Regions from separate parts of the Mus musculus genome. Here region 2 is linked to region 1. A link is a contact called in public promoter capture Hi-C data. All regions are on one chromosome and are shown on one strand. Each heading gives the region's core, a stretch centred on a gene start, on an enhancer-like site or on the middle of the called end of the contact. The rest is flanking DNA. Distances are from core to core; before and after follow the strand shown. Region 1 has its middle 30 kb from the start of Gm25805. Region 2 overlaps Gm30310 (a long non-coding RNA gene).

What was found. Promoter capture Hi-C pulls out the DNA fragments that hold promoters and counts their contacts.
Region 2: a promoter capture Hi-C map of trophoblast stem cells shows a contact between it and region 1, with 4 times the contacts expected there. The contact joins two enhancer-like sites. A contact is called at or near these places in 5 of 39 promoter capture datasets (the C10 cell line, liver, neutrophils and 2 more), 2 of 15 datasets of contacts at CTCF or cohesin (the G1E-ER4 cell line and large pre-B cells), 57 of 484 Hi-C or Micro-C datasets (the 63-12 cell line, the AML12 cell line, the AtT-20 cell line and 36 more), 12 of 115 datasets of contacts at active chromatin or transcription factors (Th17 cells, bone marrow-derived macrophages, cardiomyocytes and 4 more) and 4 of 9 other capture datasets (adipose tissue, embryonic stem cells, liver and 1 more).

What each region holds. Positions count from the first base shown.
Region 1 is chr16:8,794,596-8,797,514 of GRCm38.p6, reverse strand. No RefSeq gene overlaps it. Among named protein-coding and RNA genes, the nearest start is that of Gm25805, 30 kb to the right of the region's middle. Within about 2 kb of position 1,379, at least 8 of the 459 cell types and tissues checked have an H3K27ac peak or open chromatin away from gene starts, as enhancers often do. A contact at or near this core is called in trophoblast stem cells, where this site is marked.
Region 2 is chr16:8,884,001-8,886,919 of GRCm38.p6, reverse strand. It overlaps Gm30310 (a long non-coding RNA gene), which reads right to left. Exons shown (of 3, transcript XR_001781949.1): 1 at 2,723-2,919. Among named protein-coding and RNA genes, the nearest start is that of Gm30310, 3.8 kb to the right of the region's middle. Within about 2 kb of position 1,474, at least 7 of the 459 cell types and tissues checked have an H3K27ac peak or open chromatin away from gene starts, as enhancers often do. A contact at or near this core is called in trophoblast stem cells, where this site is marked.

The sequences.
Region 1 (2,919 bases), core at 130-2,629:
GACACACCAGAAGAGGGCACCAGATCTCATTACAGATGGTTGTTAACCACCATGTGGTTGGTGGGAATTGAACTCAGGACCTTTGGTAGAGCAGTCATCTCTACTGAGCCATCTCTCCAACCCAATCAATCAGTTTTTAAAAAAGCTGTCTGAGGGGCTCGAGAGATGAGATGGCTCAGGGTTTAAGAGCACTGACTGCTCTTCTGAAGGTCCTGAGTTCAATTCCCAGCAACAAGATGGCTCACAGCCATCTGTAATGGACCTGATGCCCCCTTCTGTCATGCAGGTGTACATGCAAATAGAGCATTCATACACATGAAGTACATAAACAAGTACTTTAAAAAGCTTTCTGGGGCTGAGGAACGTAGCTTAATAATAGGGTGAGTGCCTGCCACTCAGAAAAGACTGGGTTCCAAAAGTAACTATTACTAAAGGTAAACAAACACACAGCACACACGCAAACTACCAGTTAGCCGGAAAGGAGCCTCTGCTGAAGGCCTATTTTTATAGGCCTATAAAAATAACCAAGAAAAGGAAAGAATTATATTACAGAGGGCCAGATGCGGAGGCAGCAAGACCAGGAGTTCAAAGTCACTATTGGCTACCCAGCCAGTTGGAAGCCAGCCTAAGTTGTAAGAGACCCTGTGTCAAACCCATCTATCCCCAAAACCTACATTAGAGAAAGCTATTAGAGGGACAGCTCCAGAATGTGGTGCTGAGGAAACCACAACATCCATATCGGTAAAGATTGTGTCTGGGGACCAGTGTCTGATCACAACGTCTGAGGCAGTGCGGGGTGCACTCCTGTAATTCCAGCAGCAGGGAGGCAGGCGTAACAGGATCAGGAGTTCAGGATCATGCTTGACTACTTGCTAAATTTGACCTGGGAGAGGGCTTGGTTGGTAAAGTGCTTGCTAGGCAATCAAGAGAAGCCAAGGTAGACGTCCAGTGCCTATAGGTGTGGGGGCACATCTGTAATCCCAATGCTGAAGGAGATGAGACAGGTGACTCCCTGGGGCTTGTGGGACAATCAGCCTAGCCAAATCGGCAAGTTTTATGTCAATGAGACACCCTGTCTCAAACAAGGTGGACAGCACAGCACCTGAGGACCAGTGTCTGAGGTTGACGTCTGGCCTCTGTCCACAGGTGCATACATCTCTACTTGCACCTACACACATTTGCACTCATACTCACAAGTGTGTGCCCCCCATACACACAGGGAAAAAGTAAAAAGTCTTGTGTGGGTTGAGCCAAGCTATAGCAAATACTGTCATTAAAGTAGAATTAGTCCAGATGTTCAGTTCCAGAGTTCCCAAATAGCTGAGGTCATGGCCACCTTGTTGTTGTGTCTGGACTAATCCGAGCAAAGGTTATATAGTGCTCCTATTCCCAGACTCTGAGTCACCAGTGACCCAGCATAAATCACTTTGCTCTATTTGAGACTTGCAACCTAAGTGTGAATGCCTTTCAGGGAAATTACAGACGCTCCATTAATTAATAGGGGGAAAACAGTCTAATTTGTGTACATCTGGCCTTTAGAAACATGACATCAGTAAGTTTGAATGCAGGGTTCATTAGTTAAATTATTCAACTACATCTGTGGGCATACTTAATATTTATTAACCTCTCACTGTGAGCTGTGATCTGAGGCAGGAGCTGGAGAGTGCACCAGAGCAGGGCAGAGGGCTCCACATCAATGCAGTTTATGCTTAGAGAGGAGATGGATGGCTGAGAACTAAACTCAGCCAGTCAGTGGTGGCGCATAATCCCAGCACTTGGGAGGCAGAGACAGGAGGATTTCTGAGTTCGACGCCAGCCTGGTCTACAGAGTGAGTTCCAGGACAGCCAGGGCTACACAGAGAAGCCCTGTCTGGAAAAAACAAAAACAAAACAAAACAAAAAAAAGAACTAGGGGCTGGAGAGATGGCTCAGCAGTTAAGAGCACTGACTGCTCTTCCAGAGATGCTGAGTTCAAATCCCAGCAACCATATTGGTGGCTCACAACCATCTGTAATAATATTTGGCGCTTTTTCTGGAGTGTCTGAAGACAGCTACAGTGTACTTACATATAAGAAAGAAAGAAAGGAAGGAAGAAAGAAAGAAAGAAAGGAAACTAAACTCAATAAAAGCTTCCCAAAACTGTTGTGTGCTATAAGGGAAACAAGAAGTCTGTGATAGCCAGTAGCTGGAGGCTTCTACTTTTGAAGGAATACTCACAAAAGGCTTCTGTTGAAACATAATCCTTTGTCTGAGGATGTCTCTCAGAGAGAGAGAGAGCTTGCCTAGCAGGCTGTGGTGCTTTCAATGAGAGCCTTGCCCCATAAGCTCTCACGGCTGAACACTTGTTCCCAGTGGGTGGCACTGTTGGGAAGTGCACGTAACTTTGGGGGGTGGAGTCTCGCAGGAGGAAAGGCTAGGGGTCACTAGGGGTGGGCTCTGGAGTGTTGATAGCCTTGCCACCTTTCCAAGGCTCTTTCTCTCTGCTTTCTTTCTGTAGCTGAGATGTGACCTCTCAGATGCCTGGTCTGACCACCTGTTGCCACCCCTTCCCTCCCATTTTGGGCATCTAGTACTCTGGAACCTTAAGCCAAAACTAACTGTTCTGTAAGTTGCTTTTGATCTTGGTATCTATCACAGCAATAAAAAGGTAACTAATAATATACATGCTTAAAACTCTGGATTCACGGAGAGTGGTGGTGCACGCCTGTAATCCCAGCACTCAAGAGGCAGAGGCAGGGGGATTTCTGAGTTCGAGGCCAGCCTGGTCTACAGAGTGAGTTCCAGGACAGCCAGGGCTACACAGAGAAACCCTGTCTGGAAAAAAAACAAAACAAAACAAAACAAAAGCCGGGCGTGGTGGCACATGCCTTTAATCCCAGCACTCAGGAGGCAGAGGCAGGTGGATTTCTGAGTTCGAGA
Region 2 (2,919 bases), core at 225-2,724, 89 kb before region 1:
TGGAGGATTCCTGTGAGTTCAAGGCCAATCTTTGCAACACAGTGAGATCCTGTCTTTATAATAAACATGATATTTTTTGTTATTTGAAAGAAAACATGACTAAGTCGATGACGGAGCTTTTCCCTCCAGTCCCACGAGGTAATCAGCTCACATTCGGTCTCTTTCCATGGTGTTCTGCTGTTTGTTTGGGGCTTGTTTTTTGTTTTGTTTTGTTTTTCGAGACAGGGTTTCTCTGTATAGTCCTGGCTGTCCTGGAACTCACTTTGTAGACCAGGCTGGCCTCAAACTCAGAAATCCACCTGCCTCTGCCTCCCGAGTGCTGGGATTAAAGGCGTGCGCCACCGCCCGGCTGGGGCTTGTTTTGTTGTTGTGTTTTGTTGTGGGTTTGAGGGGTTGTTTTATTGCTGCTGCTGGTGGTGGTGATGGTGGTGGTAGGCTGATTTTAGAGGTTTGCTATACTTTTTTGTTTTGTTTTGTTTTTGATGTTTTTTGCAGCTAGGAGGAGTGAACCTAGGACCTCTGACATACCGGTCAAGCACATTCATGCCACCCAAGTGTCCTGCCCCTGAAATACATCCTCCCCAGCATGTTTGTGGCACACGTGTAGAGGTGATAAACCTCCTCCACCCGAAACACACATAACTGGCAATTGGGAGCTGGCTGGGGAGTCATGAGAGTGGGAGAGCGGGTCTTGCCCCTCAACAGCTGTGCACTCGGGAGAGTGGGTCCTTTGCCTGGTCTGTGCAGCACAGTAGAGCTGGCCCTAGTAGCAGGGCCGCAGGTGATCCGGCCCTAAGGTAAAGCCAGCATGGGAGCGCTGGCCTCACCACTCCTCCACCATGGGGTTGTGCTGGTGTGGAGGTGAGGCCCTTCCCACACCTAATTGCTGGAAAGCCTTCTGGGATACCACTTGGCAGAAAATGGGCTTCAGGCAGGAATCTGACATTGGAAGTAAGCTCAGGCAGGACTCTGACATTAGGGCATAATAAGGAAGTCAGTTTCAGTAAGAATCTAACTTTAGGCTGTAATAAGGAAGTCGGGTAAGGCAGGAATTTTAGGATGTCTCAGGATGGAACAGAAGAACTAGGCTTCAGGCAAGATTTTGGGCTTGGACGAGGAAGTGGGCTCAAGTGTTGGGTCATTATAACAAGCCCTTTTAAACAACTGCCATGGGAGTAATCACAGGACTTCGCTTACTGCCTTGTTAGTTCCTTATTGTACTGCTCGCCCAAAATACCTGCATGTAATTAAAATGTATAAAAAGTGGATTGGAAAATTAAATTTGCCTTCAGTCTGAGAATTGACTTGGGTCATGCTACAATGTTGTCTAACTATCTTTTTTTCTTTTTAATCCTCACTCCCGCGCTGGAGAACCTGTTGACTGACTGAGCGGGCTTGGTCAGACTCACCCCTCACCACGCCCAGCAGTTAGGAAAGCTGGCCCTGGGTCCTGAGAGCAGGAACGCTGGCCCAGCCTCTTGCCAGCTACAGCACTGAGTGGGCCTCGAACTTTTACTGAGCAGCACAGTGGAGCTGGCTGGAGAGGTATGGGTACAGGTGAGCCACCCAGAGGGCATGACAGCAGAAGAGCTGCCTCCTTCCTGCCAGTAGCAGCATTGGGTGGCCTAGCCAGGGCAGTGCTGGAGAGCTGGCCCTGGTGGTGTGGTAAGGACTGGAGGGCTGACCTGCTCAACTGCCACCCATGCCCAGATCCAAGGCTTTTGAGTTGGCCTATCCCAACATCTACCTCACCTGTGAATTTGGGGGGGGGGGTGTGAAAGGGCCACTCCGGCTGATCCAAAACTCCAAGATCTCATGACACAGGGGAACACATAGGATAACCAGGAGGAGTCCCAGTGAGAATTCAATGTTGGTGTCACAGAAGCCAGAGTCTTCTAACCAGACACATTGCAATGAGCATTCGCAAGTGAAGGCATGTGGACAGAGGGATATCCTGTGGGACACACTGGGACACACTGCAGCTTCCACCATGAGATGTTTTCTATGCTTTGGGTGGGTGTGTGTGTGTGTGTTATTCTGGGGGAGTTGAAAGGGCAGAGGGCAGACACGAGGGGACAGGGAGATGAGCGAAACTGGGGTACATGATGTGAAACTCACAAAGAATCAATAAAAAGTTTTTAAAAATAATAAAAATAGGGGTGGGAGGAAAAAAAAATAAAAAATTAAAAAAATAATAATAATAAAAATAAAAGCATTTAATTGGGAAGCTTGTCTACAGTTTCAGAAAGTCCATGATCATCATGCAGAGGAGCATGACAGCAGGCAGGCAGGCAGGCAGGCAGCAGGCAGGCAGGCAGGCAGCAGGCAGGCAGGCAGGCAGGCAGGCAGACCTGGCCCTGGACAGAGCATAGCGTTTACATCTGATCCACAGCTGCAAGCAGAGAGAGACACTGGGCCTGGCCTGGCCTTTTGAAACCTCACAACCCACCCCAGTGACATGCTTCCCCAACAAGGCCATACCTCCTAGTCCTTCTCAAACAGTTCCACTAACCGGAAGCCAAGCATTAAAATTTATGAGCTTACGGGGACCATCCTGGTTCAAACCCCTACAGTTCCTAGCCCAGTTCTTGTTTTTTTAACACTTGTTTACTTGTTTGTTTGGGGGTAGCAGGTGCATGACTGCAGAGTACAGCCCTGGGAGCCAGTTCTCCTCTCTACCCAGTAAATCCCAGAGACTGGGTTTGGTGGCAGCTTCATTTACCCAGTGAATCGTGTCGTCTTCTCTCTTGCCTTTCTATAGGAAAAAAACACTGTTCTTTTTTCCCTCTGGCTAATCCTTCTGTGGACACACACATGCAGTGCAAACGGGGTATTGCATAGAACACGCTGAGGCCAAGGGTAACAGCTTCCCACAGCACGATCTGCACTTTCATTTTCTTCCATCTGCGGAGGCAGGAT